Linked DNA regions of Mus musculus: all the other regions are linked to region 6. A link is a contact called in public HiChIP or PLAC-seq and promoter capture Hi-C data. All regions are on one chromosome and are shown on one strand. Each heading gives the region's core, a stretch centred on a gene start, on an enhancer-like site or on the middle of the called end of the contact. The rest is flanking DNA. Distances are from core to core; before and after follow the strand shown. Region 1 has its middle 46 kb from the start of Gm26535. Region 2 holds the start of Gtf3c6 (general transcription factor IIIC, polypeptide 6, alpha). Region 3 has its middle 21 kb from the start of 5930403N24Rik. Region 4 has its middle 74 kb from the start of 5930403N24Rik. Region 5 overlaps Gm26535 (a long non-coding RNA gene). Region 6 holds the start of Tube1 (tubulin, epsilon 1). Region 7 has its middle 78 kb from the start of Gm26535.

What was found. Promoter capture Hi-C pulls out the DNA fragments that hold promoters and counts their contacts. HiChIP or PLAC-seq counts read pairs in DNA pulled down with a chosen protein or histone mark.
Region 1: a contact with region 6 is called in an H3K27ac HiChIP or PLAC-seq map of large pre-B cells, with 6 times the contacts expected there. The contact joins the enhancer-like site here to the promoter of Tube1 in region 6. A contact is called at or near these places in 8 of 39 promoter capture datasets (the 3T3-L1 cell line, the C10 cell line, hematopoietic stem and progenitor cells and 4 more), 1 of 115 datasets of contacts at active chromatin or transcription factors (large pre-B cells) and 1 of 9 other capture datasets (liver).
Region 2: a contact with region 6 is called in an H3K27ac HiChIP or PLAC-seq map of epiblast stem cells, with 4 times the contacts expected there. The contact joins the promoter of Gtf3c6 here to the promoter of Tube1 in region 6. A contact is called at or near these places in 3 of 39 promoter capture datasets (the C10 cell line, embryonic stem cells and hippocampal neurons), 1 of 484 Hi-C or Micro-C datasets (cortical neurons), 6 of 115 datasets of contacts at active chromatin or transcription factors (the NIH/3T3 cell line, T-cell acute lymphoblastic leukemia, astrocytes and 3 more) and 1 of 9 other capture datasets (liver).
Region 3: a promoter capture Hi-C map of stem cell-derived epiblast-like cells shows a contact between it and region 6, with 6 times the contacts expected there. The contact joins the enhancer-like site here to the promoter of Tube1 in region 6. A contact is called at or near these places in 8 of 39 promoter capture datasets (the 3T3-L1 cell line, the C10 cell line, the SN4741 cell line and 4 more) and 1 of 115 datasets of contacts at active chromatin or transcription factors (astrocytes).
Region 4: a contact with region 6 is called in a promoter capture Hi-C map of embryonic stem cells, with 5 times the contacts expected there. The contact joins the enhancer-like site here to the promoter of Tube1 in region 6. A contact is called at or near these places in 3 of 39 promoter capture datasets (embryonic stem cells, liver and stem cell-derived epiblast-like cells), 3 of 115 datasets of contacts at active chromatin or transcription factors (embryonic stem cells, extraembryonic endoderm stem cells and large pre-B cells) and 1 of 9 other capture datasets (embryonic stem cells).
Region 5: a contact with region 6 is called in a promoter capture Hi-C map of liver, with 2.7 times the contacts expected there. The contact joins the enhancer-like site here to the promoter of Tube1 in region 6. A contact is called at or near these places in 5 of 39 promoter capture datasets (the 3T3-L1 cell line, frontonasal cranial neural crest, hippocampal neurons and 2 more) and 1 of 115 datasets of contacts at active chromatin or transcription factors (pancreatic cancer cells).
Region 7: a promoter capture Hi-C map of the SN4741 cell line shows a contact between it and region 6, with 5 times the contacts expected there. The contact joins the enhancer-like site here to the promoter of Tube1 in region 6. A contact is called at or near these places in 4 of 39 promoter capture datasets (the SN4741 cell line, embryonic stem cells and neutrophils) and 2 of 115 datasets of contacts at active chromatin or transcription factors (large pre-B cells and stem cell-derived neural progenitor cells).

What each region holds. Positions count from the first base shown.
Region 1 is chr10:37,271,513-37,275,296 of GRCm38.p6, forward strand. No RefSeq gene overlaps it. Among named protein-coding and RNA genes, the nearest start is that of Gm26535, 46 kb to the right of the region's middle. Within about 2 kb of position 1,964, at least 5 of the 459 cell types and tissues checked have an H3K27ac peak or open chromatin away from gene starts, as enhancers often do.
Region 2 is chr10:40,256,204-40,260,056 of GRCm38.p6, forward strand. Gtf3c6 (general transcription factor IIIC, polypeptide 6, alpha) reads right to left here and starts at 1,509. Exons shown (of 6, transcript NM_026113.5): 1 at 1,376-1,509; 2 at 1,010-1,090. The coding sequence starts at 1,456. It overlaps Rnu3a (U3A small nuclear RNA), which reads left to right and starts at 2,265; the gene lies at 2,265-2,476.
Region 3 is chr10:37,158,174-37,162,053 of GRCm38.p6, forward strand. No RefSeq gene overlaps it. Among named protein-coding and RNA genes, the nearest start is that of 5930403N24Rik, 21 kb to the left of the region's middle. Within about 2 kb of position 1,773, at least 7 of the 459 cell types and tissues checked have an H3K27ac peak or open chromatin away from gene starts, as enhancers often do.
Region 4 is chr10:37,211,022-37,215,280 of GRCm38.p6, forward strand. No RefSeq gene overlaps it. Among named protein-coding and RNA genes, the nearest start is that of 5930403N24Rik, 74 kb to the left of the region's middle. Within about 2 kb of position 1,835, at least 15 of the 459 cell types and tissues checked have an H3K27ac peak or open chromatin away from gene starts, as enhancers often do. A contact at or near this core is called in embryonic stem cells, where this site is marked.
Region 5 is chr10:37,324,628-37,328,491 of GRCm38.p6, forward strand. The region is part of intron 1 of Gm26535 (a long non-coding RNA gene); the gene reads left to right. Among named protein-coding and RNA genes, the nearest start is that of Gm26535, 7.1 kb to the left of the region's middle. Within about 2 kb of position 1,689, at least 23 of the 459 cell types and tissues checked have an H3K27ac peak or open chromatin away from gene starts, as enhancers often do. A contact at or near this core is called in liver and pancreatic cancer cells, where this site is marked.
Region 6 is chr10:39,132,754-39,136,459 of GRCm38.p6, forward strand. Tube1 (tubulin, epsilon 1) reads left to right here and starts at 1,270. Exons shown (of 12, transcript NM_028006.2): 1 at 1,270-1,354; 2 at 1,453-1,526; 3 at 2,235-2,287. The coding sequence starts at 1,330. Fam229b (family with sequence similarity 229, member B) reads right to left here and starts at 1,153. Exons shown (of 5, transcript NM_183254.2): 1 at 1,070-1,153.
Region 7 is chr10:37,239,187-37,243,009 of GRCm38.p6, forward strand. No RefSeq gene overlaps it. Among named protein-coding and RNA genes, the nearest start is that of Gm26535, 78 kb to the right of the region's middle. Within about 2 kb of position 1,640, at least 35 of the 459 cell types and tissues checked have an H3K27ac peak or open chromatin away from gene starts, as enhancers often do. A contact at or near this core is called in the SN4741 cell line, where this site is marked.

The DNA.
Region 1 (3,784 bases), core at 714-3,213, 1.9 Mb before region 6:
ATTTCCTTGAAATAAAACAATTGTGATCTAAAAATCTCAAATTTGACCATTTGGGTTTAGAGTAAAACTACTCACCTTGTTATCTAATCAACAAAATGGGGAACTCTTTAGAAGTGTAGAGAGGGGCATACTTTTAATTCTAATACTTGGGAGGCTGAGATAGAAGCATTGTGAGTTCAAGCTAGCCTGGGCTACACAGTGAGACTGTCTCAAACAAAGAACAAATAGGGTTGATAAGATGGCTCAGTTGGTAAAGTGCTTGTCACATCAGGCTGACAATCTGAGTCCCATCCCAGGAAACCATGGTAGCAAGAGAGAACTGACTACCAAATGTTACACACACACACACACACACACACACACGAGAGAGAGAGAGAGAGAGAGAGAGAGAGAGAGAGAGAGAGAGAGAGAGAGAGAGAGAGAGAGAGCGCAAACCGCGCTTCTCCCCCCAAACTGGATTTTAAAGGTATGTCACCAAGAATTGTTTTTAAATTTACATTCTATTTGTGCATGGGAGCATGCACAGGCACAGTGGTGAACATTGAGTTGCTTCTCTCATAGTATAATGTGGGTCCCATTAGTTACTCTTTTAGCTGTTACATACCATCGATACTCCTGTTACCAAACACAGTAAACATTTGCTAGTATCTTGTCTGTTCAGCTGTCAATAGCACTATTGATTACTCTGCCCTTGACTCCTGTGTTTGAATTCAGTGCTTGTTAACCTCTTACACTCTGCATATTCCACTGTCTTTTTACCTTTCCAAAAGCTCATCTAATTTTATTGTTGCTATTGCTTGTTTCTGTATTTTTCAAGACAGGCCTTATTGTGTAACCAAAAACTTAGACCCTCCCAAGCCCCTTCCCCAGTGCTGTGATTATATGCCTGTGCCAAAAGCCTACTTTTTATTCTTACTTGCTGACTTAGGGCCAATGAAATGGCACAGTGGGTAGGGGTGCTTAGTGCCAAATTTGACAAGTTGAGTTGGGTTTCTGGGACCTACACTGTAGAACAGTAAGAGAACTGACTTCCATTAGCTATATTCTGACCTCCCCATACATGTCATACATAGCACACCTACATAATATATATAAGTAGGAAAATAAGTGTAATAGGTAAACAAAACTCTAACTATGTCATGGCATCATTATGAAAATCAAATTAGCTTATGGCCAAATGCATCAGCTGCACTACATGGTAGTTGGAAAATATTTAAGTTTTTCTGAGTTTTGTTCTCTTATTTTTCCTCCTAATTTCTTCAGCCAGAGCTTGCAATCATCCTAGGCTTTTCCCCCCTCTTCATGACAAAACTCACTGAATTTCACAGAACGCCTTTGTGATGGTTATTCCCAGTTTTCAACTTGACTATATCTGTAATGAACTACAATCCAGAAATGGGTTATTTGGCCTGTGTTATCTATCTATCTATCTATCTATCTATCTATCTATCTATCTATCTATCTATCTATCATCTATCCATCCATTCCATAGGTTCTGTGACTCTAGAGAACCCTGAGTAATAGAGCCTTCAAGTCAACTGTCCAGAGTTTCTACAATGTATTAGCTCTGACATACTGTCCCGACCTTGTCACTTACTGACCTCATTGCTACTAGTTTTTCTGATCAACTGAAACCAGCTCCCTGAGTCTAGCACCAACACAATTTTGAAGATGCAAATCTGGTATTAACTATGCCCAGTTTAAGTCCACCAATGGCTCCTTCAGAGTACACAGTGAAGTCTGTCTCCACAGCATGTTGCTCCCTTTCTCCTGCATCCACAAACTTGATCCTGTCTGCTCTGCCACAAATTCCCCTAGCTTTGCTTGGCAGTCCCTTACTCTCTATCCTCACTTCTTCTCACCCCTGAACCCCACTTCATCTGGGTAACCTGAAGACTCTTCAAATTTGCCTCAAGCTCTTCCTTCCCCAGACCTCTCAGTAAGCTAGCCTGGCCTCTGTAAACTCTATTTCCTGCTTCTCATCACTGAGTGTGGACTGTGGTCATGGAATGAAGCACTTGGTTGCTTTCTAACTGAGTTAATCGTCTAGCTTCCTCACTACATTGAAGTCTCCTGGGAATGTGTTATATTTTTGAGACCTAACATGTATCTTAGAATGTACTAAGTTTCAGTACACATATACCAAGTGATTGGAATGCTAAATGCCTCAATAAGGTCAGGTTGTAGGCAAGCCTTCAGGGCATTTCCTTAATTACTGAATGATGGATGGGCCTAACCAACTGTGCATGCGGACATCTCTGGGAAGGTAGTCCTGGGTTCCATAAGAAGGCAGACCAAGTGAACCATGGAGGGCACTCCGGTAATAGTTTTAAAACATGTTTTTCATAGATTCCTCAGTGGTCTCTGCATCAGCTCCTGCTGTTGCTTTCCTTCCCTGACTTCCTTCCTGACAGAATGTGCTATAGAAGTGTAACAAATTAAACATTGCTTTTCCCTAAAATGCTTGTGGACATGGTGTCTCATCACAGTAATTAGTCCCTAAGGCAACTTTTTTTTTTCCCATGTAGTTTTGAAAGGTAAAAGGGCAAAGATCAGACAGAACTGTGTGTTCAGCCTCTGGTGAGAGACATCTGCTCTATCACAGCAGAAGGTACCTGGTGGGAATGTGTGCAGGAATGCCATGCATTGTGTGGAGAAAAAAAATTAAATATGGACTGGTCTCAGTTTTCTAGTCTGAGAGGTCTAACCCACTTTCATCAGATGTGCATCAGTCCTCGAAATGGAATATTTATTACACAGTTACCTCCTGATAAGTTCTTCTTCATTCACTACATCTCAACGCTATTATTTTGGGACTCAAGCTTCTAGCATATAAAACTTTGTGGGAAAAAGTATAATTAAATATGAAATCAAGAAAACAGAAAGAAAACAGTTATTTCTCAGCTAAGAAATAATATCAACTCAAGTATACAGTCTTTATTTTATGCCATATGTTACATGTGCAATTTCCTATAGACATTTGGATAATTGTTATACTTTTTCATAGCTAGTTAATATAACATTCCCCCCAACCCCACTGTCTTTTTTTTTGGGTGAATTATCTACACAGAAGAAAAAAGAAAAGAAAAAACAAAACAAAAGAAAAAGTGGTTGGAGAGATAGCTCAGTAGTTAAGAGCACTTGATATGTTTCCAGAGGACTTAGGTTTAACTCCCACCACCATATGGTGCTGTCTATGACTTCAGTACCAGGGAATCCAACACCTTCTTCTGTCCTCCTTGGGCATTGTATGAATGTGGTGTCCAGATATACATAGGAGACAGACCTATACACATAAAATTTAAAAAAAGGAATGTATTAAAAGCTTTGTTGGTTTATAAATTTCGATTATGCATAATGTAAACGAGGCATGTATTACTATTTCTGAGACAGTGGTAACCAAAGACTATGGTTATCCAGCTGTGGTACATACCTGTTATCTCAGTCCTTGGGAGTCAGAAGTAGGAGAGTTGCAAGTTCAAGATCAGTCTGATCTATGTAATGAGTTCTAGGCCAGCTAGGTTATATAACAAGAACTTGTCTGGAAAAAGAAAGAAAGAAAGAAAGAAAGAAAGGAAGAAAGAAAGAAAGAAAGAAAGAAAGAAAGAAAGAAAGAAAGAAAGAAAGAAAGAAAGAAGGGAAGGAGGAGAAGGAAGAAGAGGAGGAGGAGGGGCACAAAAGAATCACAATTGACAACCTAAATGTATTAAGATAAAAATGACTTTTATACTTGAGTTGATATTATTTCTTAGCTGAGAAATAACTGTTTTCTTTATTTCATTAA
Region 2 (3,853 bases), core at 259-2,758, 1.1 Mb after region 6:
AAAAATTTTGATAACAGCTTTATCCCCCATCCCTACCCCCATCCCCCAAAGACAGGGTTTCTCTGTGTAACAGCCCTGACTGTCCTGGGACTCACTCTGCAGACCAAGCAGGCCTCAAACTTAAGAGATCCGTTTGCCTCTGCCTCATGAGTGCTGGGATTAAAGGTATGTATCATCATCAGGCAATAACGTAATATTTTAAACTGTGTCTTCTCCAGGCATTTTGAAGACAGGGCTTTCTGTAGATCAAGGTGGCCTAGAACTTACTATATCATTAAGGATGACAATGAGCCAGGCGGTGGTGGCGCACGCCTTTAATCCCAGCACTTGGGAGGCAGAGGTAGGCAGATTTCTGAGTTCGAGGCCAGCCTGGTCTACAAAGTGAGTTCCAGGGCATTCCGGGGAGTTGGGGGGTAGGATGACAATGAACTTCGGATCCGCCTGCCTTGGGCTCTCCAGTGCCGGCATTACAGGTGTGCACCAGGACAGCCTGCTCTCATGCTATTTTTTCCTAATTGGCTTGTGAGGAGTGAGCCAAAGACACACCAAAGGCATGGTGAAGCAGGTGACATGGGTACTTGGTGACCGGCCGGGCAACACTGCATACATATCCACACTTAGACCAGAGTCTGCGTCCAGACTAGTACACTCAACTGTGGTACTATTGGAGGATAGAACTGAGGCCACGCCCACTACAAGGAAGGCAGGCACTGCTTAACAGCATGGATTAGGCTTTGTCCTGAAAGTCCCCCAGAAGTTTCATACAAGGTGTTTTGCTCTTTCTCTCCAGCCACACATTCAGACAGTGAAGAAGAAGCAGTCAGGCATTTTCTCTGCTCCCATAGAATCCCTCCCTTGTAACCTACTCTTCTGGTATGAGCCTGGAGCGTTTGATCACTGCTTTGTAAGGTGGGATGAACGTCTCTCTCTTTGTGGACAAGCATATCACCTTTTAGTCTTGTTTTAACTTTAAGAAAATCTACAACATTCCCCGAATTCTAAGACTCACCAAAATCTTGCATTTATTTTCACATTTGGAGAGAAAGTCTGAATCAATGATTCCTGACAATTCTACCAGAACAAACTGCTCCTGGTGGAAGAAAGCAAAGTTAATAAGGTAGACAAGGGGCAGTAAATAAGAAATGCCCCAAATTTCTCTGTGAAAACTCGATCCAGTTTCTGGTGGAAACCGATTCTTTCTAGAATGGGTAAACCAGAACTGAAGCTAGCCCTCCACGGCTTCTCGGGCTTCGGAAAGCCAGCGAGCTGTCTACCGGCCTCCCTCCCTCCGTCCGCATCCCAGACTCCCTTCCCCACCCAGGGGTGGCTCAACCAAGACCGCCCGCGCCGCAGGCCTCTGACCCTCGCTTACAACCTCCTCTAGCTCCTCTTCCTCCTCCTCCAAGTCCTCCCAAATGGGATCCACTGCCGCCGCCATAGCGTTCGGAGACGCCATCACTGGCCACGCCCCCTGTGGATGCCATTTTGGATACGGGCAGCGGCGTCCGGCTTCCGGCCAGAAAGCAAGATGGCGACGCCAGGCTTCCGTAAGTGGGTCCCACGTGGAGACTCGACACGCTCCGAGCTTCGGGAATTTAGGGTATTTAGCCCCACTTTGAAGAACGTGGCTCATAGAGCTCAGGCTACACTGAACTCAGTAAGTAGCTGAGGATGAGCGTAATCAACTGCCTCCACTATAAAACAAAACCTCACGTTTATTGTCTGCCGAAGGAGACTAGAGGATCAATGGTGGCCTCCACTTTTCATCCCAACATCTAAGGACGCGGGAGGGAGAGGATTAATGCAAATTCTAGGCCAGAGTGGCTACTTAGTTAACACAAACCCAGCAGTGACGCTACTGGGACAGGGTGGAATTCAGACCGCAGAGGACACAAATCAACACCCATCTTAAGTAAAACGCAGCCTGAGGAGCCGCACCCACCCTTTAAAACTGGTCCGGAAGTGATTTTCTTAGGATGACTGAAGACACTGGCGTGTGATTGGCTATTATCCTCAATATGTTAATTATGAACTTGATTCTGAGTTAGTTTACAAGTCATAAGTATTCAGAATGAGTTTTTGTTTTTGTTTTTTTTTTTTGCAAAATAATATACGAACACAGCTTCGAAAGTGCATGTGTATGGTATTCCTTAGGAGAATATTACGGGGTTTTCGCGGGGGGGGGGGGGCGGGTGGGGAATGTCACCATTAGTTAAAAATGTGCTGTCAGAGGTGGCCTCGCGGCGGCTGGCAACGCTAAACTAAGACTATACTTTCAGGGATCATTTCTATAGTTTGTTACTAGAGAAGTTTCTCTGACTGTGTAGAGCACCCGAAACCACGAGGAGGAGACAGAGTGTCCTTTCCTGAGCGTGAAGCCGGCTTTTAGTGCTGCATTTTGCAACTGCTATCTGCCATTGATGATCGTTCTCAACTCTCTTGAGGGTTGAGAGGGAGAGGACACAGTCTGAGTGGTTTCTTTTATATTTAGTTGAAAGTTAGAGTAGATGCTTTGGTCCTGAGCTACTAAATGGATATCTTTCCTCTTGTATTTTACATGGCTTATACTGTGTAGCCCGGTCATTCCTCTCTGTATGGTCCCAGACGACCTCCAACTCAAGTTCTGCTTTCTGCCTGCCTCAGCCTCCTAAGTGCTGGGGTTTAGGGTGTTCACTACAGCCTGGCTGACCTGCCTTTCTTGTTCTTAGTATGAATGTAGTTATAATGTTCACGAGACCATTAACTGCAAGAAAAATTTTAAGTGCTTATGAACAACAAAACAGGAAAGAATTTTGTCCTATTAGTAGTTGTGTGTGAAGTAAACTTAGGTCTTCTGCAAGCATGACTGAAGCTCCTTGCAGAGGAAAAAAAAATCTATGAGGAAGGCTATTAACCTGAACTAGTAAATAAAGAATATTAAATGTGATAGTGGTCGCAATATTAAGACACTGCCACTAGGAGGCGACAAGTGATTTAACAATCTGCTCCTTCTTGCTCTTTTACTTGGAAAACTTATATGAGAATTTTTATTTTCTCCTTTTTGTTGTTGTTGTTGTTGTTGTTTTAGTTTTTCGAGAGGGTTTCTCTATGTAACAGTCCTGGCTGTCTTGAAACTCGTTTTGTAGACCAAGCTTTCCTCGAGCTTACAGAGAGCTTCCTGCCTCTGCTGGAATTAAAGGTATACACCACCATACCAGGCTTAAAAATATGTTTTATAGCAGAGTTCTTGTAAAAGAGCCTTTAGAGGTAACATCTTGTCTCAGAAATGAACATTTTGCACTTACATAAGAGTAAGATACAGTAAGTTTTTGTTTTTTCTGTTTTAAACTTGTACTTTACTTGTATGAGAAAATGAAGTGCAAGACTCGGAATGTAGCTCAATTGTAGGGCCTGGAACCTTCAAAACCCTTGATCCTTTCCTGGTGGTGATGGCCCACGCACTCAGGAGTTCAAAGGCTAGCCTGGTCTACAGAGTAAGATCCAAGACAACCAGGGCTACACAGAGAAAAACCATCTCTCTGGGGGCGGGGCGGGGCGGGGCGGGACGGGGCGGGAACTACAAAGTGCAGGATAACTTTGGCTTCAAATTTCAGCTGCATCACAATGTGCTGAAAGGCTTCTCCAGATCTCTGAAGCACTGCAATCTAATTCTGGGAAGTTCAGTATAGGACAGATAGCAAGTGTGCAGGTTATACTGATGCTCTGTTCTAAGGAATTCAGTTGAAAAACTCTGATAGAAAATAATAGCAAAGAGCCATTTGCAAGCAGCCATGTACAACTAAATACTGAGAGATACTAAGCATCCCAGCTCGATAGAGAGTAATAATAGCTGTGAAAATAAAATGTAATTCTT
Region 3 (3,880 bases), core at 523-3,022, 2.0 Mb before region 6:
GGAACTACAGGTCAAAGTATTAGGAAGGTTGAGAAGTACCACTGTAGATTCTGCCGTGAGGGAACAGTGATCCCAGAATCTGATGGTGGTGGCATCTGACTGTCAAGGCTGGGTTATGGTCAACTATTCTTTATAGAGAGGAAAGGGTCAGCACCCAGCTCTGCTTCTGCTTGACCCTGACACTCATTAAGCTACAACACTCATCCAGTTCCCATTACTCTAACAGACAGTAAAACATTGAGGTACTCCTGAATTACTAAGTTGAGAATCCCAAGGTACAACACACAAATGTACAGTCCTTAATTAAAATAGATAATTAACCTGACATAGTAGCTCCTGCCCGAAATTCCAGCACTTAGAAAACTGAAGTAGAAGACTGCCTTTAGTTCGAGTCTGGTTTGTTCTATACTGTGAGTTCTAGTCATGCCTTGTTTAAGGAGTACAACCCTGTCTCTGCGAACTATTATTAATAATAAAATAAATAGGACTAAACATTAATTCTTTATTTAAAAAATAATTTTAGAACACTTACTGAGAGAGAGAGAGAAAGAGAGAGAGAAATACATTTGTGCATGCCCACACACACACCTGTGTGTGTGTGTGTGTGTGTGTGTGTGTGTGTGTGTGTGTGTGTGTGTGTGTGAATAGGTGCATACCCCATATTAAGTGTGTCGTTCAGAGAATAATTTGTAGGTTGAATCAGTTTGGGGTAACTTAAGCTGTGACTTTTCCTCTGAAGCCAACATCAACCTGATCAGGGGTCAACATCATTTTTGTGAAGTGCTAGATAGTTTCAAGTCTGGGTGGGCAGCATATTAGTTTCTTTGGAAGCTGCACCTAATATCACAAGCTGTTACTTAACAGACATTTATTTTCTTGGGCTTCTGGTCCTATGGTATCCCCATCTTCCCTCTGCATAGTTCTGTGACACCTCTTCTTATGAAGACACTAGTTATTAGATAAGAGACAAAGTTGAGTCTTCTATGACCTCGTTTTAACATAATTACATCCACAAAGATCTCATTTCTAAATAAGGTCACTGGTTGTAATGATGTTCTGAGTGGAAATGAACTTTTGGGAGGCACCCTTCAACACACAGCAGGCAACTTTGACTCTGTTGTAACTACTTTTTTTATAATAGTAAAGAAGCCAGAGAAAACATAGGAAAGATTGAAATTTTCATATCTGAATTTTATCATAACCTGAAACATACAGAGTTTTTTTTTTAATATTTTGGATACAGTATTAGTATGTCTCCCTGGCTGGCTTGAGACTTGCTATATGTCTAGGCAAGAACTTCCAGAGATCTACCTGCCTCTGTTCCCAAGTGTTGGAAATAAAGTCTTTCTTTTGATTTTTACACAGGAGTTCAAGGAAACACTCTTGGTTTGTAGATCTACAGTGTTAATGGGTAGGCAGAGAACTCAAGGGTAATATTTCTTCCTCCTGTTCATAAACACAGGAGCCAAATTCTGAGTAAACCTGTTTGTGATTTACATTAAGAAACCTTTATTTGATAACCCCATGTTCCAGCAGAGAGGAAGCCAGGCTGACCCTCCGCGAGACCTGTTTGGCAGCATCATTCTATATTATCCTTGCCAAACTTTTGGTGAGGATTTAGCTGTCAAGATTAAGGAATGATACAGGCTTAAATGAAGAACATGGCCTAAAGTCTGTGTGTTAAAGGATTAGAACATTTCCCTCTGGGTTTGGTGTGCACTGTGCCAAAAGTTTGAGTATACTTTGGGGGAGATTTTAAATGAAAGGCATCTTGTGACTCAATACCACACAGCATTCTGGGAAGCTGTTGTCAATCCCTAGACACTGGGCAGAGGCCAGATATTGAACATCTGAAAGGACTTTATCTTCGAATGCTGAGACTCACAAAAGCATCCAGGGCCAAAAAAAATTCTAAACTATCTGATTTATTGTGCAAATTGCTTCTAGTAAAAGGTATGTAATGTTACATATGAAATTATTGTCAAGGGTTGTGATTCTGTAGTTGACTTTTCTAATCACAGAGGCAAGATGTGCTCATAATAGACAAAAGCAATGCCAAAATGAATAACATAAAAATCAAAATTCCTCACAATCCCAATTCCCAGAGATAATTTCTGAAAAGATTTTGATATTCATTTTTCCAACCATCTTCCAAACCATGTGATTGCAAAGCAAATGAGAGGATATGTAGGAAATTTGTTTTGCATGATTTTGAAGAGACTTTAAGAAAAAAACTTGTGAGCACAAAGAACAGGCATGATTAAGTAGGTGTTATATCTAATTATGCACTTTCCGTGTGTTGATAGTAGATGTTGTGGCCGGGTTTTTCATGGCTAAGGGGTACGTACATAGTTTGGGTTTGTTTAAATTCTAGTAAGTGCAGAAAGACTTAGTATATACAGACATGCGCAGTGAGGTCTCGTGATTTAGAAAATGCTGTCTCCCTTGAGTTTGAGTTGTGCCGCCTTCTTCACTGACTCAAAATTGTAACTTGGTTTATCATCTGCTGCACATGTAAAAGTGCCATCGCGCTGAGAATTGGAAAATTCTGTGAGCTAGTATCAGTTTGATTTAGGGAGGACTTCACTGCCAGGATTGCAAGTGGGTTTTGTAATGACTACTGTAGTTTATGAGTTTAACAGCTCAGAGCACAGTGGCTGAATTATTATCATTCTTAGACAACGTGGACATGTTTTGTATGAGAAAGTAGGTAGATAATCCCCGTTTCTACAAAGAAGTGGATAGGCAGTCTTCGTACGTAGGATGAGCCTACAATATGCCAACATACTTTATTACCAGTATTTTAGGAAGTAAAATGAGCTTTGCAGCAACACACACCAAGACACAAATCCTTTCTTCTTGTTATCTGTAGGGCTTTAGGAAACTTTCCTCCCTCTCAGATTACCTACTCCCTACATCTTTCTTTTTCTGTCTTTACATTAACCTTCCAAGTATACCTTGGTGATTGCCAGGGTGGTAAATGTGCTTGAGCAGTTGGGCGTGAGCAGGGTTTAGATGGCAGTGGTTTGGAGAAGAGACAGCCTGTAGGAACATATGGATGTTTACCAAGCATGATGTACACATGGCAGCTTGGACAGTTTGATGGGGTGTGGGTAATGTGTAAAATTGAGGGCAGAGGACACCAGGGAAATGGGTCTTGAGTACAGCCGCTCTTTTCCAGTAAAGCACCCCTATGTACTGGACAGAAGCTGGAGTTCTCATTAGTTAAGTGTGTACACAGAGGATTGAATGAGCTTAATAAAACTCACCAGGAAATCCACACAAATCATTATGAGTGCTGTTCTAGAGTCAAATGTAGTCCAACTTAAAAGTAACGAAGCTGTAACAAATATTTGGAAACTATCTCAATCCATTTGGGCTACTATAACAAACTATGTATATTACATAATTTATAAACAAGACAATTTTGAACTTGGAGAGGTCAGAACATTCCAGCCATCAGAAAACCCAAATTATGTAAGAAACTCTAAAAAGACAACAGACACAAAACAAATACTACTTTACTATTTTATGTAGTGATCCAGCTATCTTGAATAAGCTTTCACTATGGAACTTTAGAACAACAAAATTTATATGATTCTCTAAAGTATAATAAGGCTTCATTGATCAAATCCTCCTGCCTTCTATTGCTATGTCATATATATTTTTTTCTTGTTATTATTCACAAATAACAAATTCTAACAACCTTTTCATAATATTACTCAGAATGACTAGATAGTGTTTTGATGTCTTCATGGCCTTTTGAAACTAGAATTAGCTATTTCAAGCTAGGTGCGGTGATGCCTGCCTGGAACCCTAACTCTTAGCCAGCTAAGACAGAAGTCATGAGTTTGTCAGTCTGGGCTGTAGTGAGACTCAG
Region 4 (4,259 bases), core at 585-3,084, 1.9 Mb before region 6:
ACAGGCAGAGGGAGAGAGAGAGAGAGAGAGAGAGAGAGAGAGAGAGAGAGAGAGAGAGAGAGAGAGAGAGAGATTGATTAGGCCTAATATAAATTTTTGAAACTTCAAAGTCCATCCTTGTTAGCATTTTGCCTAAGCTCTGCTCCACAGTTACTTGGCAACAGCCAGGTATGCCTGACTAGATATAAAAGGGGCTGCTTGCCCCTTCCTCTCTCTTTTTCTCTTGTTCTTACCTTCCTGCTTCTGCTCGGTCCTCTCACCCTTTCCCCCCCCTCACTCTCCACATGCTCATGGCCAACCTCTACACTTCTTCTCTACTCTCTCTCTCTCTCTCTGCCTTTCTTTGCTTCTACTACCCGCTTAACGCTGCTCCCCATGCACTGAATAAACTCTGTTCTAAACTATTCTATATATGTGGCTGGTCCCTCAGGAGGAAGAGATGCTTCAGCATGGGCCCGACAGAGGCACCCCTTCCCCCACACCTCACCACATATCCACCAAACATACTTCTCCTCTCTTTATCTTTTTATAAACATATCAACCCTCAATGACACACTTCCTCCAATAATACCACATCTTCTACTCCTTCCTAAAGAGTTCACCAACTGGGACCAAGCATTCAAATATCTGAGCCTATAGGAGCCATTCTCATTCATACCAGCACAAGTATGGTACATCTGGTGAGAGAAGCTGGCTGTATTCTAATATGGCAAAGGCAAAGTGTGGTCTGTCTGTACTTTCTTATAAAACCACTATATATATACATACATATATATATGTATGTACATATATATATGTATATATATAGTGTATAAAACCACTTATACATACTTATAAAACCACTATTATATATACATATATATATATATATGTGTGTGTGTGTGTGTGTGTGTGCATAATCAGTGATTTTTTTTAACCCAAATCACCTCCCAAAACCTTGCCGCCAAAGGCCATCAGCATATGAATGTAGGAAATATATTCGAAATACAGTATTGGCAACTAACACGTTGAAGTATTGGCCTTTGAAAAGAGTTTACATCACAAGAAGGGTCCCCAGTGAGACTAGTGTCTCTATAAAGGAGGCCTAAGATGCTGGAGAAATGTCTCAGTGTTTAATAGCAAGCTCTGCTCTTGCAGAGGAGCAAGCAGACAGAGTTCATGTTCTTTTCTGTAAGCGGGTAATGAATTTCCTGCTGTTTGTGAGGTCCAATCAATTGGGTCAAACTGAAACATTTGCCATAGACAACCCAATAAACACAGCAGCTCATCCACTTGAAAAAACAGACCAGGCCTAGAGTTGCAAGATTGATGAACCAGGTGGGGCTCCACAGGCCCACAATCCTAGAATTTAGGAGGTTGAGTTAGGAAGAGGAATTGAGTTAGAGAAAGTCAGTCATCCAGGCTGCAAAGCAGGACCCTGTCTCCACCCAGCTGAACAAGCAAAAGCACAGGAAAAAACAAAAAAACAAAAAACAAAACCCTCAAAAACACCCCAGCTTCCTGAGCAGACTAAATAAACATCACAAATCCCACCCAAGAAAGACTGATTGACAGACACACCCCTTTGTGACCTCAGGCTTGCTCTTATTCACATGCAAATTTTACAGTTTTTCTTATGTAATTATAAAGACATCATAAAAAAACCATATTTCATTCCTAGACTGAACATTGATAAGGACAAGACAGGAGCTAATCTCTCAGAAGGGGAGAGGAACCTCAAACTGTTATATGCTCAAGGAATGGTCACACAATTTTCTGGGGTCATTTCCCACAGGCAGTACTCTCACTGGAGGCTTGGCTTTAAGAATAGACTGCATGAAGCTGGGCGTGGTGGCTCAGCACTCAGGAGTTAGAGACAGGCAGATCTCTTGGAGTCTGAGGCCAGTCAGGTCTACAAAGTGAGTCCAAGACTGACAGGGCTATTACACAGAGAAACCCTTTCTTGAGAGAGAGAGAGAGAGAGAGAGAGAGAGAGAGAGAGAGAGAGAGAGAAACACACAGAGAGAAACAGAGAGAGAAACACACAGAGAGAAACAGAGAGAGAGAGAGAGTCCTATTTTAGAATTTTTTAACAACTGATGACCTGATTCAGTTTGAAAACTTACAATTTACTGTGAGTATTATGCCTTATTTAAGATTGTAGAAAATTGTATAATTTATATGTAATTACTTACTATCAAAAAGAATTAGCCCTCACTGAGAATTATTACCTGAAGTGGTATGCTCAGATATTTGAGGTCTTCTTAGTATCCAATTAAAATACAGTTTTTGTTAAAATACTGACATTTATGATTTTTACCTTAGTTTATTGGACCTTAGTAAGCTAGAGCAGTTACTTACCTGACTGATAATGAATTACAAGAAATCAGGTAAGAGTGTATAGTTCTTTCTTTTTCTTTTTCTTTTTTTTTTTTTTTCATTTTATTTTTGACAGTGTTTCACTGTGCATCCCTGGCTGGCTTGGAAATTACTCTATAGACCAGGTTCACCTTAAACTTACAAAGATCGGTCTGTCTTTGCATTCAGAGGCCCCACCAACCTAGCACGCTTGTTTAGACAACAAGAAAGCTATCTTGTGTCAGAGTAAGGGAAGTCCATACTGTCTGTCATTCAGGATATACTAAAGTCTAAGGACTTCAAATGAAGAGACTTAAGTAAATGGTTTTAATTATTTATAGACATGCACAAATAAAGAAGAATCATGGGACCCTAAGTTACATCCATTTGGGGATAATTTTACAGCATTTTTTTCTTAGTTTTATATCAAATAGTAATTTGTTGATCAAATTATATTTGAATTATCCAAAAAAAGTCAGTTTAAGATGGGTAAAAATTACAGCCTGAGAACATTATTAGATGAAATTTACAGCCTTATAATTAAATGAAGGCAATATTTGTCATATCAAAGGAACCATTTGAGAACATTTCCACCAAATTCTGGACAATGAGTTTACTCTTGCATGCTATTTGGTGATCCCTAGATAGTGTGTTTAAGTGTAAGATGACGAAGAAGAAATGGCTTATTTATAGCAGTATTAAAGGCAGAGGTCTCTCAAAGGGCAGAGATACCATTTTTCTCCCAAGGAGCAATTGCTTTGCACATATGCTCTACAAATACCAAGTGCAAAGAGCTTGGCTTTTAATTACAAAGTAAAATATCATTCCAAAATTGCATAATTGATGTTTGCCTTTTGAAATGCAGTGAACATAAGGAAGCCTGACATTAAATGTCTGATGTGTTGCTATGGCATCTTCTCGAATTTTACTTTATGCCGCTTCAAACTGCCAGCTATGTTAAATTTGAAATACTTGAGAGTGAGTGGGGGCAGGATAGAGAATTTTACAAAGATTCTAATCTGCCAGGGCTGAGGCAGGAGGATTTCCTTGAGTATAAAGTCATCCTGGAATATAAAATGTCTCAATCAACCAAGCAACCCACCAAACACACACACACACACACACACACACACACACACACACACACACACACACACCAACCTAAGACAAAAAAGTAAATAAAGAAATAGAGAAAAAGAGACAAATAGAATTTTAATTTGTCCTCAGAGTAGTTACAAGACTTCCTGGACAAAGAGGCTACTTAGTCAGGGAGGGATGTCTCTAGCCTGCCTGTGGGGAGTTGGGGTGGTGGGGGTGGGGAGGGAGATAATAGTCTGGAGAAAATAGTGACAGTCAGTTCCCACTCCACTTAAATGTGCTCTGCCCCATGAGTGTGTTCCCTTGCTGGAGGGATCAATGGTAGGATTAGCATTCCTCTGGATCATTCCACTCCAAAAGCAGCTTCAGAAAGCACATTATTTGACCAGCAGGTTTGGACTTTGGCTCGTCTATGCTGTGACTATGAAAGAAGGGCGGGCCCATAGTAGCACACACGTAGGGCTGGGGATTACTATAAATCTAAAGCGAGCTTTGCTAAATGAGCCTCGTGACTGAGGGCAAAAAGAGGACCAAAAAGGTGTTCACTGCCTGTCAGTGTAACTGCCTCAGGTTCAACTAAATCTGGTACAACTGGGGGTCAGTTCCTCTGCACCAAATGGGTTGTTTTTATTGTCAGTATCGCCCTTAGGATCCAAAATGACATAAATAGGCCATGGGGACAACTTGAGTTCTTTGGCAGTTTCCTTGATTTTATAAATATACATAAAAAGCATTACAAGTAATAAAAGGCCAAGAAAAGGTCAAGACTCTTACTTACCACCATCAAATGCTTTTGTTATTAATGTGTCAAATCTGCATGTGGT
Region 5 (3,864 bases), core at 439-2,938, 1.8 Mb before region 6:
GGAGTACCACAAAGTCAGAGCACAGCCAACCTTACACCAACAGATTTATTGGGGAAGACACAAGAGGTAGCCTCTGCTGGGGCTAGAAGCAGCAGGGAACTGAGCAAGAGACAAGCTTATTATACAGGTTTATTGGGGGACAGAGTCTTCTAGGGTGGAGCTTTCTAGGGTGGGGATTTGTGGGGTTTCAAGTCCTGAGCTTAGGGCAAGCCCAGGGATTAGTAGGTTTTGTTGGATTTTTTAAACCCGTAAGTGAGCTCAGAGGTTTTATCCTAGAGTAGAGTGTGACCCCATTGCTTCCAGCTCTCCAGGAGAAGACGACAGTGGGATTTCATACTCCAAGTGTTCCAGGCCAGCCTGGGAGACACAAGGAAGCACATCTCAGTTAAGAAACAAAAAGAGCAATTAACAGAGCAAGGCCTGTAGGAGTGGGGCATATTTCTGGGACATTCTTTTGAGGGGATAAATAATGGGCAAGAATCTTCAAATCTGAAGTATTAGAGCATTATTTATGGAAGCAATAAGATTGGGCTGTAAAATTTCCTTGTTATCAGTCTTCTCAGTAGATACAAGTGCCACCATCTAACCTAGCCTACAAGTAGAGAAAAGTTATGGTTATTTTAAACAGAAATAAAAGAGGGTGTATCTAGGCATACAGCACTTATTTTTTCTACTCAAGCATGGAACTGAAAGATCAGGAAAGCCAGTGCCCTCTGGAGTTGCCATTGCCGTCTGTCTGTCTTTGTCCTTGTGTCTTGTTTTCCAAGGCTCTCTTATATGTTTGGCAGCCACTGCCCATTTCTGTTTACCAGGTTTGAGTTACCTTTCCCTGGGAATGTCATATGCTATACCCAGCATATTATAAAAGGAGACTCCAGTGGTGATTGTAGACATGTGGAAATGTGATGGAACAGAGGACATTTCTGTCCCTTCTCTTCCTTTAAAATTCTGGATTGATTTCATTCTTCTGAAACCTCTGACTTCCTGTAGAGCTCTGCTTTGTAACGATCAGATGTATTGACTTTTCCTGGTGAAAAGTCAGGACTGCCCACCCTCACCTTCAGGTCACATTCTGGGCGGGGAAAGGAGTGCTTAAGGTCTGGATAACTTCCTCTAGTTCCTTCTTTCCTTTTCTCTTTTTTCCCTCCCCCCTCCCCCATATCCTCCTATGAGGAGATTCAGATTGTCACTTAAAATGACTGTTTTCTGAGTCTGAACAAGGAACGACTGCTAAGGATTTCAAATGAGCACTTACACAATTTTATCTGGTCCAGTAATGGACACGTTCTTTGATAAGTGATGGGGTAAAGCTGATATGCCCATTTCAAAGACGTGGGCAATAGGCCAGGAAAGTCACTCCCAGGGAGTTCATGGAAACCCTTGGAAAGCCTGGGTAGGTGCTGCACTTTGGACCCCATCCTAGTGTTGTAACAGGTGAGGGCCCCTCATGCAAATATTTGCTTAAACTCCTGTAAACACCATCGCCCTTGGTAGAAAGTGCTCTGGCAAAATGATAGCAGGTTTCATTTTCTTTCTTTTTTTTTTAATAGACACTATCAAAATATTTGCGAATTTTATTTGTTATTTTTCAAGGATGACAAGTTTGACTGGCATTAGGGGAATGGCTTTGGCAAATCCCTGTGACTGTAGGGGTTAGAAAATGAAAAATATTACCAAAATGCATGGGTCCCAGGTCTCTGAATGCTCAGAGCCCAGTGAGTGAGCCTAGCAACCCGGGGAAGCCCAGCCAGAGCCTTGAGAACCGCCCTCCTGTTCTCTGGAGAGGCTCACTCTTCTTTCCTTGTTTGTTAGTTGTGAGATTTGGGGTTTTGTGTTGTTTGTCTTTTGAGATGATTTTTCCAGCTTCAGGCTGATACTCAATCTGTCCAGCCTTAGTATTTTTACATCCTCCTTTGCTGCATTTGAGGGTGCTTTCATCTCACAACAAACATTTTTAAGTAATCTTTTCCTCTTCTCACCTCTGTCTCTCTGCTTCCTCCTGCCTCTCCTCAGCATCCCAAGTGACAGGACTATAGGCTGCATCACCACACCCAGCTCTCTCTGAATTTTTTTTTCTTCAAGACAGGGTTTCTCTGTGTAGCCCTGGCTGTCCTAGAACTCATTCTGTAGACCAGACTGGCCTCAAATTCAGAAATCTGCCTGCTCTGCTTCCCAAGTGCTTTGATTAAAGGCATGTGTGACTACTTCCTGGCTGAATTTTTAATATTAATTTTCCCCAGGTACATGCAAACATGCACATTAATGGAGCACCATGAAATAGTCTATACAGGAAGACACTATCTAATGTTTAAATCACAACATACACAGATCCTCTAGTGTTTATTATTTCTTTGCCAATTTAAAAAAATGCTTTCTTCTACTTTTGAAATAGACATCCATTATTGTCTCCAGTGGCTATACTGTTTCTTTCTCTCATCTGCTTGTGACTTTGAACACATTAATCCCTGTCTCCTGCTATCTTTCTCCTTCCTTGTAGTCTGCCTAGCCTCTAGTAACCTGGACTCTCACCCTGTATGAGATCAACTCTTAGATTTCCTGTAGGAAGGAGATCAAGCACTACCTCTCTATGAACAGCTTGTTTTGTTTAACATGGTGAAACCATGCTCTAAAAAAAAGCCCCCTGCTGTAAAAAACAAAGAGAATGGAGCACACAAAAAGAAAAGAATTGTGTCAAAGTGAAGTGGTTCTAGGATCAGAAACAATGACCTCAAAGACATCAGCAGATGTGATCAAGGCTCTTCTGGACTTGGATTTTCAGGGACATCTGCAAAGACAGATGTACAGAGAGTAGAAAGCCAGGAAAGGACAGAACATTTAACAGACAAACCCCGAGATTCAGAGTATGCATGCACACGACTGAGTCCCAGGCACAAAGGATTTGGTGGAAGGCAAAGGCTTGTGTGCAGCCTGGAGAAATGGTGCATTTGAATGGATGGTCCCGTCCTGACACGTTAGTGACATGGGTGGGCACATAGTCTATGTCCTAGTTTATTATTGCTGAGGATGTAAGGACTATAATAATATTGTTCTCAGCTCTCATGTGACACTAAGTTCTTTTATTGGAAAGACATTTTCTACGGATTAAAACACCATGAACATTCTAAGTCTTCAATAGGGCTGGACAGATTTAAGGGCGTCTTTGCATTATGCATTTGTGTTTAAGCGTTGCAGCTGTTAAGACTGTGCAGTGTTTTTCAGAGAACTCAGGTCCAGGCCCTAGACCACCATTCAGCACACCACTCCCATTTCTGGGGTGTGGGAACTTCACCTCTGGCTTCCCAGTACACTATACGCACCCATTCCCTCATAATTAAAGAGTAAAAACAACAGAAGTAAATCTTAAGCTTCATTATTTCTTTTTTTCTCAAAATTTCAGATCAATATTGCAAACACACACACTCACTTCTCACTAAAAATGTCTGAGAGCAGAATGAAAATGTGACCCACAAATCCTTCCACACACACACACACACCCTTTTCTTCTCTCCACAGCATCTAGTTCTTCCTCAGCCAGTTAATTGTAAGTGTTAGTAGAAAAGTCCAGTATGGAAGGAAGCAGTTTTGAGGTCATGTGTGTGTAGATCTGTATAGAAGTCTGGAGTCTGCAACAACTAGGAGCTCATTTCTATGGCTTGGTTGCCCTCAGAAATGGTTGCCAAACTCTATTTCCCAGAAGGACATAGGAGTATTGGGGCTTACTAGCTGAAATACAAGTGCTGGTTGCTAAAGGAAAAACCCAGGCAGATAGTCGTAGGGCCTCTACTAGAGTCTAGTTGTCAAACAGTGCAGACACCCCCTGTAGGGTCCTTCCTGCCATTTACCAAGTTTGACATGTCTTCTGAA
Region 6 (3,706 bases), core at 20-2,519:
GTATTCTAACCAATCAATCAATTATTGTGGCTCTTATCATGTTATATATCATATTACATATCATGACAAATTAATAGCAAGTATAATTTAACTTTTGCTAAATGAAGATTAAAGGTTTTGTAGTTTCTCAGAATTTCTGTGGAAAATATTAACTTCATTAAAGCATTAAAGTTAGTGAGGGGATTTGTGTGTGTGCACACTTATGGAAACAAGATGTGAAACATGAAGTGTTTTCCTTAGTTATCCTTCATCTTACTTTGTAAGACATTGTCTCCTATTGAGCCCTGAATCTGACACTCACAGTTTCAGCTAGACTCTGTGGATCTCCCTTCTCCAGCCTTCCAAGCCTAGAGTTACAGGCTCCCAGATTTTTGTTAAGTGCTGGGGTCTGCATTTATGTCCCCGTGCTTCAGAGACAAGCATTTTACTGACTGGGCCATCTCTCCAGCCTAAATTCTTAATTTAGTTCTTAATTAAAGCCTCATTTAATTTGCCCAGTAAAAATTCAATTTCTGAAAAATAACCTTTTTTTCCCCTTTCGAACTTCGTGCCCCACCCCTGCCTTTAAAAAATCTCGTCTACATTGTTCATACATCAAATCAAACGCCTTAACTTTTAACCCATCTTTTCTTTTCCTAGACCCTTGTTCATTGAATATTATGGCTCTCCTTGTCAGCGCCATGTAATATTTTAGGTCATATCTTTTGAGTGCATCGAGTGTATCTTCAATGGCATTGCCGGCTGTTGGAAGTTGGATTTGTGTAGATGTTTTGAATTATCCAGAAATCTTAAGTTTGAAGAGTGCATCGCTTTGGCCTCTGAACTTAGCTGTGGTATTTGGTCGGAGTGTACCTAGCTTCCCTTGTTCCCAGATAAGCCTATTTGTCTGGGGTGTCTCTGTGTTCCTCCACATTCGTTTTCTGTTAGATAACGACACTAGCGGGCATCATCCTGAGAAATCGGACCCACTGTCCTGGCTGTTTAGGCTGTGAGCCTCTCAAAGCCCGTGATCAAAGTTAAAGTCCCTTATCTTAAATGCCTCTCTGAAACCTAGTTACCCGTCAGTTACCAGGGCCTCCGGAGCTGCAGATGCTCAAGGATGTTGACAGGGCAGCTAGGATTTACCTGCCGGAGGCCCAGTCGCTATGGTAACGGCTAGCCGCAAATGTGCTTGCGCAGAAGTCCTGGCCGTAAAGAAACAAGGGCATTACGACATTGGCTACTTGCGGCAGCGACGTGACTTAAGGCCGCCCCTCGTAGGGCGTCGTTGAGCTCGAAAGCTAAGGCGGGAGTTTGGGCGGGAGTGCTCCTGCTGGTCCTCCCGGCGGAATGACCCAGTCGGTGGTCGTACAGGGTGAGCTACCCCCGTCCGCGGGGACCGGGTCGCTGCGGAGCCAGTCACCTGGTTGCCTTCCTAATGCACCTCTCTCTCTTCCTCGCTACTGGCTGCAGTCGGACAGTGCGGGAACCAGATCGGCTGCTGCTTCTGGGACCTGGCGCTGAGGGAGCACGCAGCGGTCAACCAGGTACCCGCCCCTCCTGCCTGTCACCCGGGCCTGCCAGAGTTCACATGAGGTTTGGGGAGGGGTGCTTTGGATCCTGCTACGGGGCCCTGGCTGACCTGGGACTTGCTGTGTAGATCATGTTCTGGAATTTGCAGCGATCCATCTGTCTCTGCATCCCCAGGACTACCACTATCATGCCCAGATTACTTGGGCTTTTTAATCAGTACCATAAATTGCATAGGATCTTCTCATACCGGTCGTGGCTAGTTTCTTTTTAAACGTGTTGCTGTAAGTCACAGGCAGAAGGCACTTGTCAGGAGTTTGGTCTTAAGTTTCCCTGATCTTTAGCAGTCTCCTCCTCCTCCTCCTCCTCCTCCTCCTCCTCCTCCTCCTCCTCCTCCTCCTCCTGTTGTTGTTGTTGTTGTTGTTGTTTTGAAAGACAGTAGATGCTATAGATGAAAGCACTATAAAGTAGGTAAATACATCAAACGACCAAGAATCCCAAGAAATTCCCACTTGGAGTACCAGCTGTATAATCCTACAGGGTGTGCTTTTTTCATCACTGTTAAACTTAGTCAGGGGTTCTCTTGGCATTTTACCTTTAGATGTAATTGGAAGAGTCGACCTAGGTTTCTTTTTCTTAGAGCCCCTTCAGCGTTGTAGAGTTGCTACAGCTAAAAGGGTTTTAGAGAAAATAAACGTAAATGCTATAGTTTGTTTTGTTTCTAGAAAGGAATTTATGACGACGCTATAAGCAGCTTCTTCAGGAATGTGGATACCAGGTAAGTGGGTGAGTCTGTCTCCGCTTGGTAGGACGCCTCCTTTCCCTGTCAGCAGAATCTTAGAGGATAAGGAAACAGTTGCCAGCTAGGACGGTGTCTGCTGTTCTGATCAAAGCGTATTCTCATAGCCCATTTTCATACCATTCTGCAGAACAGCGCGCTTCCTTGATAGACTTCCGTAAGAAGCCAAAAAGAACCTTTAAAGGGACTCCCAGTAACTTTGAAAACCTGACGTTTTCACTGAGGGTGCCTGCCCACTATGGTATGAGTCTAGCGGGGGCCAGGTTTTGAAAGATTATTTTGCATATTACTTGCCCTCAGAGTATGCAGAAATGAAAGAGGTGGAAACTGCTCACAATGTGTGTTACTTTTCGTTTAGTGTAAGATACAGATGTTAGAATCCTTTTGACATTTGAGATATGCCTGGGTCTTTTAATGTTAAATCATTAAGTTTATCCGTTTTCAAAGTTCTCTATAAACCAGCTGTAGTGGACTTATCCTGACAATTACAATTAAATATCAGGCCTTTCCAACTTTGTAGAAATTTAGTTTGAATTTGTTCACTAGATGTTGGAGCCATTATCTTCTCGGGAAACCTGACTTTGGTCTTGTTGATGAATCCCAGAGCCTCCAGTACAGTCAGATTAGTCAAATTCAAAGAACTGGGAGGTTAAAACCTGGAGCGTCATTGTTGGGGATGGACAGTATAAACTCAGGCCTTTTGAGTCATAAGCATACTTTTTTATTGTTTGGATCAACTCTGCCAAAGCTACATGCTATTCAGAAGGTGGGTAGAGACATGGTGGTGTGAGATTGATTAAAGTGAATTTCCACAGCGGCGGGCGCAGTTGTTCTCGTGGGGAGGGTGCTGTCCTTTAGATCGCTTTACTTACTTGAGACCTGGAACATGGTCTCCCTTACGTGCATGCACTCAGACCTGCCTTTGCAATATCCCTTCACACATGCTTCCCTGCCTGGCTCCACCCCAGCCTCCCTTTCTTGATAGCCACCTCTTTGATTATTACAGGGTTGAGTGAATAGGAGACCATGATGGGGGCTAAGAGACAGTCTGAGGGAGGGGCAAAGGTCACCTGTGACATGACAACAGGAAGCCCTGGGGTAGGAGGGCACAAGAGGACATGGTAAGAATTCTGAGAGAAACAACAAAACATTGTTTGAGAAATGATAGAATGAAACCAAATTCTTTGTAAGTTAATGAAAGAAAATGTATTACATATTGACAGTTGGTCTTGAGACTGGGTTTTCTTTCTTAAGAAGGGCCAATCTTCATCCACCTTGTAGGTCTATACTGTTAAATGAGAACATTGGGTTTTCTTCTGTCTCAGAAGAGGCTAAGACTCTCTTCCGCCTATGCTGCCAGTACCAGCCTCGGCTCCATGAGTTTAGCACTACATCTTT
Region 7 (3,823 bases), core at 390-2,889, 1.9 Mb before region 6:
CCATTCTGAACATAGAAAGTCTGGTAAAGACTGGTTCCTGATGTGACACCCTGTTATAGAGAGCATCGAAGACCCACTGTTGGCCAATTGATTAGTTGAGAGGAACCATAACTGAGATTTTTATATAAAATATCATGAATTTTAAATGTCAACAAAAAATCTAATTTTAAAAAGTGATACTCTTCAAGTAAGACAAAAACAGGTGTAGGCCAGATTTGCCCTTGCTAATTATGAATTCCAGTCCTCAAGTTTAACTAATCCACTAGATTAACTACCCTGTGCATTCTGTTCAAGTCTCTATCCAAGGAGCTAAACAGATCAGGGCCAGCACTCTTGTCAGTTCTTACTGTGTGGTTTCTGTACCACCAAGGTTCTCAAAATGCAGCTGTCAATCATCAGAGGCTTGTGGGGCTGTGGAAAGAGTTATGTGGTAGAGAGTGTTTGCCCAGCATGTCCAAGGCCATACATTTGATTGGTAGCACCTCAAACAAACAAACAAACAAACAAACAAACAAATTAAAAAGTAGGAGCATCATTATCCTCTGGGAGCTTGTTAGAAATGCAAATTATCTGGCCCAGCTTCTGCTATCCTGAACCCCAAACTGGGGAAACAGTACCAGAAATCTGAGTTACTGACTTGTAGTAAGCATCGTTCAGTGGCCACTGAGAGCCACTGATTTACCTGAGAATTTAAGGCAGGCTTATTAAACTGACACATATGTACTGAGTAATCTTTGGCTATGCAATATTCCAGGTTGCAAAATGTGTATATGTGTGTGTGTATGTGTGTATGTGTGTGTGTGTGTGTGTGTGTGTGTGTGTGTGTGTGAGAGAGAGAGAGAGAGAGAGAGAGAGAGAGAGAGAGAGAGAGAGAAAGAGAAAGAGAGCATATGTATGTATATGGGATATAAGTGCAGGTATCACTGTGGGAGCGTGGAAGTCAGAGGGAAACTTTTGGGAACCAGGTCTCCTCTACCATGTGGGTCATAAGTAAGAACTGAACTCAGGTCCTCAGGCTTGGTGTCAAGTGGCCTTACATGCTGAGCAATCTCAATGGCCCAACATATCCTTCTAAGACAACTGAAAGGGCTGGGGATGTAGCTCAGTTGGTAGAGGTCTTGCCTAGAAGTCACAAAACTCTGGGTTCATTTCTAGAATAGTATAAAAGTGAGCGTGGTGGTGCACAACCGTGATTCAGCACTCTGAAGGTGGTAGCTGGAGGAGGGTCAAAAGTTCAAGGTCATCCTTCACTAGTTCAGGGTCATCCTTCTATAGTTCAAGGTCATCCTTGTCTCAAAGGCAAACACAGATGTACAGGAGCAGGTGTTCTGAATGAAAAGAAATGCAGTTTTCAATGAGCATGCTTTCTGATCTGCATGGATGGCCACAAATCCTGACGTTTCAATTCTAATACTGTATTTTTGTTTACAGTTACATCCTACAGATGAAGCCAAGTGGGATATCTATGAGAAGACTGGCTAGCACTAAGGAGGTCTGGACTCTTATTTCTTGTCTGTGACTGTCTCTACTCATCTGTCAGCCCTGGACTAATACTGTGAGTTGTGTTTCCTCCCACACTGAGTGAGCAAGTACTCAAAGCTTCTGAAGGCTTTGCAAGCATCTGATGATGTTAAAGGATTGGTGTCACGTGTCTGAGTCTGAACTAAGGCTGCTTCTGTCGTTGACTATGTGCAGATTGTGTATTCACACGCATTCCATTTAGACCACGTGCTATGAGCTCATGTACTAAGCTTTTATAGTAACATTTAAGTGTTTATATATTGCTTTTCATCTTCAAAGCACTTAACATACTTACAAATCCTTCCAGCAACACTTTGAGGTAGCTATGTACTATTAAAACACACACACACACACAGAGAGAGAGAGAGAGAGAGAGAGAGAGAAAGGGGGCAGGGAGTGGGAGAGGGAGAGAGGGAGGGAGAGTTAGAGAGAGAGTTTAATTTATTTGAAGTAATTTACCTTTGGCTGAAGAAAAAAACATGCACTAACATTCAAGTAAAAAAAAAAAAAGCCACACTTTTTTCTTGCATGTATTTAGTGTTCGTGAGGATGTGTCTGAGCATGTGTGTATGTATGTAGGTGTGTGTGTGTGTGGGGATAACTTGCAGGAGTTAGTGGACATGTGCCTTTACTCTCTGAACATCTTGCCAGGTATAAGAATAAAGTACTTCAGTAAGAGGCAATACATTCAGGTCCATGTTAAATTGGATTCTATGTTACATTAGTAGTTATTGTCCACATTTTCCTTTTTTCCAAACAGTCTTCAGATTAAGCTCGGATGCTCTGTGTGAGGTCTCTCTCTAATCTTTCTAGAAGAAGACCTTTTCTGATGTCTACCTCAATGAAGAACAGAACCCCCAGAAAGTCCATACCTCAAGAGTGCTGCTGGAGATGGCAATATATCTCTTTTCCTGTTTATCTCTACTTAACCATAATTAGATGGATATCTATCTAGTGGGATACACTGAGTATGGTGGCTTATGCATGTAACTCTGACATGCTGGAGGTGGAGGCAGGAGGATGAGAAGTCTCAAGGTCATCCTTGGGTACTTAGTAAGTCTGAGGTTAACCTAGGATACAGGAGACTCTGTCTCCAAACAGAGGAACAAACAGTAAAGCCAACACTGTAAAGCTCGGTGTTGCCAAAAAGCAGCAAGCACATGCTGTGGTGTGTGCTTTTGGCTGCTGGCTCAGAGATTTGCAGTCTTACAATTTTTCTGTAACTCACCAGAGAGTAAAGCCTTTTTAGAATAATGTCAAACATATGTTGAACTGTGGTAACCTTTGCTGGCTAACGAAAAGTTACCTCTGAATGGGGTCTGTAATCAGAGTCCACATAATGAAGCTATTGCTCAGAAATGTTAAAGTTTAGTTAGAAAATTCCTAATGACACCAGGAGGGGAGGACAGGGGGAGAGGCCATGTCAGAGTGATGGCAGAGAGACAAGAATGAAAGAGAAGTAAAGGAATGAGCTCTCTGGAGGAGGTTGGTAACTGCAGAAGAATCTCTCTACGGAAGGATCCATCAAGCCTCGGCTTCCTGCAGAGGCACTCAGAAATCCAATGTTTAGTATGGAGAGAAAGCATCTAAAATACCGCTGTAAGAGGGGCAGTAGAGATGGATCAGCATGTAGGGAGATTGTTGTCTAAGCCTCATGACCTTAGCCTGATCTGTGAAACTCATATAAAGGTATAAAAAAGAGACTTCTGAAGGTTGTCTTCTTTTCAATGCTCTGCGGCACACACACACACACACACACACACACACACACACACACACACACCACAAACACACACACATCACAGATGCATATATATTCAATAATGAGACACAAAACGTTCTCTAGTTTAGGTGATTGTCTTCGTAATATTCTACCTGAAAATTTTGTTCTGATTAGAGTTTTTCCCTGCTATCTGCTCTACATATGTATTCACATTTCTATACAACCTGAACTGAATATATTACAATTAGAGAAGAATTTCAATGTCATGGGTATTTGTGAAATGCCCACTTTAGCTATAAAGCTATCAAGTATGTATATGTAACATTATATGTTTCAATTTAAAATTTAAAAAAGGACGGCCTGAAACCAAAGGACTGATGTTTAACAAAGGATTGGGGAAGCTGGGCTTTGCCTTACTGTTTCCAGCCTGTACGGTCTTCTCTTGGCTCCTGCTTTAGGTTTTCTGCCCTGGAACGTGTTAGAACTCTTCTACTCCTACTTGTGAAAACATGAATTTGCCTTGGAAAAGACTCTAGTGTTTTTGTATTCACTGGCTCACCAAATCTGACTTTTTGTAAG